2 separate regions of the Triticum aestivum genome follow, and region 2 is linked to region 1. Evidence: chromatin contacts called from public Hi-C data. All regions are on one chromosome and are shown on one strand. Each heading gives the region's core, a stretch centred on a gene start, on an enhancer-like site or on the middle of the called end of the contact. The rest is flanking DNA. Distances are from core to core; before and after follow the strand shown. Region 1 holds the start of LOC123170355 (beta-galactosidase 11). Region 2 holds the start of LOC123169418 (protein DETOXIFICATION 33).

Region 1 (4,507 bases), core at 1,396-3,895:
AAAAATATGCAACTGATCTTTTGAGTAAGGCCGGGATGCAGGGTTGTAAACCGTCTCCAACACCACTCTCTAGTTCTGAAAAATTATCCCTTGCCGAAGGTGTATCATTAAGTCAAGAGGATGGCACTAAGTACAGAAGTTTGGTGGGAGCACTTCAATATTTGACACTCACCAGGCCTGATATTTGCTTTGCTGTAAACAAAGTGTGTCAATATCTTCATGCACCTACTTCTGCTCATTGGACTGCTGCTAAACGTATTTTGAGATATGTGAAGAACACTCTGAGTATTGGTCTTACTTTCAGCAAGTCCTCATCCACTCTAGTTAGTGCATTTTCTGATTCTGATTGGGCAGGGTGTTTGGATGACAGGAGGTCCACAGGTGGTTTTGCAGTTTTCTTTGGACCTAATTTAATATCATGGTGTGCAAAGAAACAAGCAACTGTGTCACGGTCAAGCACTAAAGCAGAATACAAAGCACTAGCAAATGCAACAGCAGAAATTATTTGGGTCAAGTCTGTTCTCAAGGAGCTTGGAATATATCACACACAAACTCCATGTCTTTGGTGTGATAATCTTGGTGCTACATATCTCTCTCTGCTAATCCTGTCTTCCATGCCAGAACTAAACATATTGAGATTGATTATCACTTTGTTAGAGAGAGGGTGGCCAACAAAGAGTTGGAAATTCGGTTTGTTCCCTCCAAAGATCAAGTTGCAGATGGCTTCACAAAAGCTTTGCCTACAAGGTCATTTGAAGAGTTCAAGCGTAATCTAAATCTTAGAAGTTAAGATTAAGGGAGGATATTAGACATATCACATTATGTACAAGGGCCACCGGCCAGAGTAGTATTCTGAACTTATCTGTAAGGAGGTTAGACTAGTTAGATCTCTCTCTCTCTCTCTCTCTCTCTCTTATCTCCACGCCTTGTAATCTTCTCGTTGTTAGACCAGGACTCTACCATGACTTGTACATCACACAAACTATCAATATATACATGCGGGTCTCCAAGTTGAGGAGATTGAGACGCTTCCACAATTCTTATAGGGCGATCCGCGACCTTCGCCTCGGATTTGCCAGGTACGATTCGGGAAAAAAAAATACGGGCGCACGGCGGAGCAAGGAAGAGGGCTCTGATACCAGATTGTCACGACCAGGCTCCGGTGGAATCTCGCCGCCGACAAGCTGCAGCACAGAATTTGAATTTGGAGAGAAGGAGGAGCCGGGGTAGGATACAGAAGCAGGAAGAGATAAGCTAGATAGAATGAGAGGTTCACTCTGAATTACAATTTTTTCGATCCCGTTCTCTCCCTCGCTCCCCTGCTTATAACACGCAGATTACATGGGCCGCTCAACTTTGGCCCGTTGGCCCACTACTCTACCCTTGCGGTCGTCTTGGCCCGAGCCTCGTTTGAATCTTCCGGTTGCCTCTTTACGCCTTCGCCCCGCCTTCTTTACGCTTCCCTTGACGCGAACGCGCCCTTGTCATCACCAGTGTACTGACAATAGGTAGGTTGGTTAGTATTCATTATTCATTCTTAATTTAGTATTCATTGTTTCGATCCTCAGACCACCACAGCCTACAAGCACTAAGATTTACTCCCTCCGTTCCAAAATAGATGACTCAACTTAGTACTAAGTTGAGTCATCTATTTTGGAACGGAGGGAGTAGTTATGCTTGTCTAGACGGTTTTCTTATTTATGAGTGTTCGGACCTTCAGTCGCTTCAGTCCATGTTAAGTCTTCTCTAATAAAGCTCTCAATCCTAGTAGTTGCTTAGTTTGTCAAGAAATCCCAGGTAGTTTAGCAAGTTTGTTCATACAGTTTTCAGTTTATCTGCATTTTGTCATTTCACTACTTTATCCTTCATATTTATTTCTTCACTTCATTTTTTCAAGATCAGAAACATGCTGGAAATGGACCGAATGGGGCGTCAGTGGTATCGAATCCCACCATGATCAGATACATGCTTTTGAAGCTCAGAGATACAACTCTCAGAGCAAGATAATTTCTTATGGATCTGCGCCAACAAGCCTACCGACACCTGTGTCGCTTCCAACGGCTCTAGCAGCCAAGGAGCGGCCTGTTTTGCGGGGGGCGGGATTTAAGATAGAGCTCTTAGAAGATCATTGTTCTCATACGCTATTCCAGTAAGATCTATGTTCCTATCATTGTTTTCGTATTGAAGTTATTATCAGGTTTTGTATTTGTTTTCATCAGTCTTCAGCACAAGTAGCATCAGCGATCGGAGGCGATGGTCATAGCGAAGCACGTCCGGAGCTCCTCCACGCAGGCCACGGCGGCGAGCTCCTCCATGCAGTGTCTTCCGTCGCCGGCTCAAGGTGGAAGTCGTAGCACCGGCGTAGGTGACTGTGACGGCGTGACGGTTCCCGTTCCAGGCTAAGCACGGCATGCAACAACCCCGCCGCAAACAATGCCGATCCACGGCTGATTCAGTCAGAAAAAAACCCGCCCCGCCTAAAACCACCACCAAGAACCTCCGCACCCGCACACGCGCGGGCCGCCGAGGCCAACCGTTCCCTGGGTGATGCTGATGCGTGGACGGACGGACGGCATGGCGCGCGCGCATGTCGCTCCCTGCGCTCCCGCGCGGCCACAGCGCCATCCCTTTAAACTGAACGCCTCCCTCCTATTTTAGGACTAGCGGGAGCGCGAACTTGTGGCCCCTAGCTTCCACGCACGATCCACCCACCATGTCCCTCCTCCGCGTCCGGCTCGCCGCCGCCGCGGTGATCGCCGTCGCCGCGCTCGTGGCCGGCGGGGACGCCTACCAGCTCACCAAACCAGGCACCGTCATCTCGTACGACCGCCGCTCGCTCATGGTGGACGGACAGAGGGACCTCTTCTTCTCCGGCTCCATCCACTATCCACGCAGCCCTTTCCACGAGTGGCCCGACCTCATCGCCAGGGCCAAGGAAGGCGGCCTCAACGTCATCGAGTCCTACGTCTTCTGGAACGTCCATGAACCCGAGATGGGCGTGGTAACTGTCACACACTCCATCTCATTCATCTCATCGTATACCTACGTACCTGCTCATCGTCCATTCCTCCTTGGATTGGATCCATCCATGGTCGATTTCAGTACAACTTCGAGGGGAGGTACGACATGATCAAGTTCTTCAAGCTGATCCAGGAGCATGAGATGTACGCCATGGTCCGTATCGGGCCCTTCGTCCAGGCGGAGTGGAACCATGGGTTTGTTCGTCTCTTTGCTTCACATCTCAATCTCTAGCTGATCTGCATTCACGGTCTCCGTTTAATCTGTGATTTTCCTCTTCCAGAGGGCTGCCTTACTGGCTCCGGGAGGTCCCCGACATCATCTTCCGCACAGACAACGAGCCTTTCAAGGTGATCAATCAGACCATCAAAGCACACAGAATTATTAGTTGCAGACATACCAAACTAGATGCATTTCTTTTTCTTTCTCAAGGGTAAAACAAACTAGATGCATTTCGAGAAAGAAAAAAGCTCGACGTAAATTTTGCTACATACAGAAATAATTAAAACGGCGTCCTCACCTTGGTTTTTCTCTTTATATATGCAGAAGCTCATGCAGAAGTTTGTGACTCTCGTAGTGAACAAGCTCAAGGAAGCCAAGCTCTTCGCATCACAAGGAGGCCCTATCATTCTAGCACAGGTACTGCATGCATATCTTGACCCTTTTTCTTCCTGCTGAATACTTATATCTATCATGTATGGTTTCTCAAATGAAATGCACCCTGCATTGAAAAAAAAAAGATCGAGAATGAGTACCAGCACATGGAAGCGGCGTTCAAAGAAAACGGCACCAGGTACATCGAATGGGCAGCTAAGATGGCCATCAGCACCGGCACCGGGGTGCCATGGATCATGTGCAAGCAGACTAAAGCTCCAGCGGACGTGGTAATTTATTAGTATGATCTGACATGTTTAAGTTTCATTTGCCATGATATAATTTCTTGTTTTAGAATTTATTAACCATGCTTAATCCATAATCATGTTTTTTTCCTCTCTAGATTCCTACCTGCAACGGTAGGCACTGCGGAGATACATGGCCAGGTCCAGTTGACAAGAACAAACCCCTGTTATGGACCGAGAACTGGACTGCTCAGTGAGTTCAGTTATCAGTTTCACCTTGTCCATCAAGGAGAGACTGTCGGGTGCTGAATTGTTTTTTTGTTGGCATTTGCAGATATAGAGTATTCGGTGATCCGCCGTCTCAGAGATCTGCCGAGGACATTGCGTTTGCCGTGGCGCGGTTCTTCTCGGTGGGGGGCAGCATGGTGAACTACTACATGGTACCGTCCAGTAACCAACCAACCAACCTGTTGTTGACATGGCGTTAGGATGAAACTAGAGTATATTTCTGACAGAATCACACGGTTGCCTTGCCTGTGTGGACAGTACCACGGAGGAACAAACTTTGGAAGAACGGGCGCCTCTTTCGTGATGCCGAGATACTACGACGAGGCGCCTCTCGACGAATTCGGTAAAGCAGAGACAGACGA
Region 2 (4,303 bases), core at 1,312-3,811, 470 kb after region 1:
AAAGGAGAAGGCCAAACCAAACCACACCAGACTATAAGCAAACCAGGCAGTCAGGCACCACTCTCAAGTCTCAGTCACGGGGATCTCCCAGTAACCTTTTGCCTTTCCGTCTTCATACCACGGCGCAAGGATCTTGCGGTGTTTGCGTGCTGTAGACAAGAAAACACAAACGGGGCAAGAGGGACTGCCTGCCCACGGGACCAGTTTTGGTTATAGCTCGCCTAACACGCACAAGATTTAATTAATCAGATTTGGTTGGCCACCAAGAAACAGGCAGAGGCGCTAGAAGCTGTCCGGGATCCTGGGCGATGCACCACCACCACCACCCCACTGCCGTATCCTGGAGCTCGCCTCGCTTGCCTGCACATTCCAAGATACTGCAGTATCAGGACTTGTCTCGTTTTGCCCGAGGCTGAAACCCAACAGTCAAACCAGGATCGCTCACCTCCTTGTTCCAGTTGGTGCGCATCGTGATCGCGATCAGGATCACCGTCTGCAGGCCCACCCCGGTGAGCATGCCGCCCCACATGCCCTGTTACATCTCACTCATCCAAAGTCAAACGCACACCCACGGCCCGTTGAAAACAACTGTTTTAAGCTCGCCAGCCAAATGAACAAAGGCATGCACGAGCGCGTACCTGAATCCCGCGGCGCAGCGGGAAGGCGATCATGTACCCGACCGGGATGCCGACCCCGTAGTAGCACCCGAGGTTGATGTACGCCACCAGCCACTGCCACCCGGCGCCGACGGCCACGCCGGACAGCACGGGCTGGACGCTGTTGAGCAGCAGCGTGAAGGCGAAGACCACGCCCAGGCTGGCCACGGCGTGCACCACCTCGGGGCTCTCCGTGAAGGGCGCGCCGTAGACGTCGCGGAGGAGCAGCACGGCCACGAAGAAGCCCACCCCGATGGCCACGGACGACATGAGCACCACCGCGATCGCGAACCTCGCCGCCCGCGGCCGCCCCGCGCCCAGCTCGTTCGACACCCTCACGCTACAGATTATTTAGCACATTAATTTGACAGCGATCTTTACTGATACTGATTGATTGATTGAGATTACCTGATGGCTGCATTGAATCCGAAGAACACCATGATCTGCCACCCGAACAGATTGGTGCTGCACGCGGCAGCCAATGTGCCACATCCAGAAATCACAACATGTCAGTGCTGCTATACTACTATTAGTACTATTTACTCTTTACTAAAGCTAGCTACCGTTTTGCTCAGCTTGGCAAGTACTCACTCCGTAAACTAATATAAGAGCGTTTAGATCACTAGTATGTAGCAATTATAACAGCTAGCTAGCTCACCAGATGGAGACTGCGGCGACGGCGACCTGAGCGTTGGGAAGGTTGCCCACGATCACAATCAGGAACATGTAGAACCAGAACTCCAAGCTATCATTCCGTGGTCGCAAATTCCATAGGGAAAGAGCGGGAACATAGAGTTGATTAATCACAACAGTTCATGGCAGTTAGTTGGACCATAAGTAGGAAACAGTATGTATGAACCACCGAGATGTACGAAGTGTACGTACCAGATCATGATTGCTGAGCCGATGGAGAGGCGGGCGAAGCTGAAGAGCTGGGTGAAGGCGAGGGAGTCGAACTCAAAGCCGTTCCAGGCGCCGGGGCAGTAACCCATGACGATGTAGGCGAGCTGGCCGAGCACGACGAACCACCACGACGCGTTAAGCGCGACGGCGAGGCCAACGAGGCCCATCCGCATGGGCACCACGAGGAACCAGGTGAGCGCGACGTGGAACGCCAGCGCCGCCGCGGACACCGCCGCCATGGCCATCAGCTTGCTCTGCGCCTGCAGGAACTTCTGGATGGGGAAGTTGAGCGCGTAGGCGAAGAGCTGCGGGACCATGTAGAGCGAGAACCTCCCGGCCATGACGGCGATCTGGTCGTCCTGGTGGAAGAACCTGAGGATCGGGGTGGCGAAGAGGTAGAGCGGGAGCATGCAGACGGCCGTGGCGGTGAGCAGCAGCCAGGAGCGCTGCAGGTAGACGCCGAGCATGGGGAGCTTCTTGGCGCCGTAGGCCTGCCCGCACAGCGTCTCCAGCGCGCTCCCCATGCCGTACATGATCCCGAAGGCGAGGCCGGCGACGACGGAGTTCTCGGTGGAGACGGCGTCCAGCTCGAGCGTGGTGAGGTGGCCGGCGGCAACCTGCGTGATGGCGCCCAGCGAGTACTGCGCCAGCGACGTGAAGATGGCCGGCCCGGCCAGGCACCACAGCCGCCGGTTCTCCTGCGCCGCGCACCGTAGGAACGCCGACACGCTATGGATCTCCTCCAGGTCATCCTTGTCGCCGCTGCCCGCCCTCGCTAGCAGCGCCTCCGTCAGCGGCTCATCACCGCCGCCAGCACACGAAGCCATCGATCGATCTGTATCCCAAGACAGTCAACACTGGACTGGACCGGTCTGGAAAGGAAAATATATGGCCTGCCACTGCCAGTAGGGTGCGGTATCGGTACCACGAATGCAATGCGGCAGCTACCAGTCAACTGCCCGATCGAGCAGACGACACTTGGTGCTTCCGCTTCCTATGGTGACGGCACTATCCTTTGCGAGTTAACCGGCGCGCTCTCTGGGCTATATAGGCGAAAACCGAGGTGGCGAACAAGATGAGCCACGCCGTCTCGACAACGCAAATCTCATGTCCAGCTTATGTTATTTGATAGTACAATACTCCACAAAGCGCGTGTCCACTAATCAATCCAGTCCACTGCTATGCAAATACTGCTAGTAGTAGTAAGTCGGGGTAGTATAGATTAGGGCTACACTCACGGGGAGCTTACGGGGTTGATTAAGTGATTTAATTAAGGTTCGCAGGTCCCACAGTGAAAATCAGGAGGGGCAAATTAGAAGATGGCACGTAGGCCACTCCGTGAAGGTCGTTGAAGGAGCCCGTGAGTCCAGTATTATCCGTATAGATTACTAGTAGATCCCGTCGCTTTCGCTTTCGATCGGATCGCTCGCAGTCGCCATCCAGGTTTTATAGGAGACAAACGCTGGACGGCTTAGCGTACAGCGCGGCTTGCACGCATGTCGTCACTCTTATCTACTCCATGATTACTTGTTTACGAAACAACACCTGCTATTTGCTGCCACTGAAAATGTAAAACCATTAACCAAGGAAAAACACAAGAAGTAACACAGAAAATTGACGGACTGCCTACTGCGTAAAAAACACAGCAACAGCTAAGTTACATGATCTGAAGTTCTGAACTGGCTACTGAAGCATCAAGGATTCAAGGACCCTGTCTTGTGTCAGGACTTCACCCACGACCTCATAATGAAAGTACACGAACCGAACAACGCAATGTTTGTATAAATGCTTTTAACCCACGTCTGCCCATGTCTATGTGACTACTATGCGTTTACTCAGTTGATACGATTAAGATCTCGGTTGCTAAGAGGTTTTCAAGTGCTTTGTATATATAGTGGTGCCCCGCTGTCCATGTCTATGACCACTATGCGTTTACTCAAATGATACGATCAAGATATCTGTTGCTAGGCTTGTGCTTAGCTTACATTAGCTCATATCTCCTCTTTAGCTGTTTTGAGCTTCTCTTGTATAGCTGGAATCCCCAGCAGAGATAGTGTGTGCGCTACCTTTGTATGTTTTTCAGTTGTCAATTTATTTATAAAGGGGCGCAGAAGCTTTTTTCGGTATAGCGGTGTCGATCCATTGTCAAACTTACATGAAGTAACTTTTTTCAATTTAACTATACGCAAGTCGCCTGAGTATTAATTTTGGGTTAGTCAACTTATTGGACATTGATTTTTGCTTTGAGATTTGTACTGTTCTGTGAGCTGGCTTACGTTTTGTTTTTGACTGACCAAATATTTGGGTCAGTCAACTTTCTACTGGCCTGAAGCTCACGTATGCTGCCCAGCCCTCCTCTCTCCCCTTTCGTTTTTTCTTTAACAGAAACCTATTTTTATGTGTTTTTTTGTTATTCTTTATTAGTTGGATTTTATTATTTTCTTGGTAGGTATTTTTTGGTGTTGGGTGAGTGTAAATATATACATACAAATACTATACAATATGTGTAAATATTACACTATCATATGATTGTTGTTCGTATACTACAAAAGTGCAATTTTAGTGCAAAGTTGTGTGCAAGTTTTTTTCTTCACATTTTCATTATATTTATTTTTAAAGAGCAATAGCAATGCCACTAATTCGTTGTTCTTATAAAACTTTATTATTTTGATTTCGATTTAGTTATTATTTTATTTTCTTTCTTCATTAAGGGTAATATCGATGTTCAGCATTATATGCTTATT

What was found. A called contact is a pair of places that touch in the nucleus more often than the background predicts.
Region 2: a Hi-C map of leaf shows a contact between it and region 1, with 5 times the contacts expected there. The contact joins the promoter of LOC123169418 here to the promoter of LOC123170355 in region 1. A contact is called at or near these places in 4 of 5 Hi-C or Micro-C datasets (leaf, root and an unstated tissue).

The regions. Positions count from the first base shown.
Region 1 is chr7D:265,017,916-265,022,422 of IWGSC CS RefSeq v2.1, forward strand. It overlaps LOC123170355 (beta-galactosidase 11), which reads left to right and starts at 2,646. Exons shown (of 11, transcript XM_044588205.1): 1 at 2,646-3,001; 2 at 3,103-3,215; 3 at 3,302-3,368; 4 at 3,565-3,657; 5 at 3,759-3,902; 6 at 4,016-4,110; 7 at 4,192-4,297; 8 at 4,404-4,488. The coding sequence starts at 2,714.
Region 2 is chr7D:265,488,191-265,492,493 of IWGSC CS RefSeq v2.1, forward strand. It overlaps LOC123169418 (protein DETOXIFICATION 33), which reads right to left and starts at 2,562. Exons shown (of 6, transcript XM_044587294.1): 1 at 1,542-2,562; 2 at 1,315-1,401; 3 at 1,065-1,121; 4 at 639-996; 5 at 446-532; 6 at 1-360. The coding sequence starts at 2,386. The coding sequence ends at 283.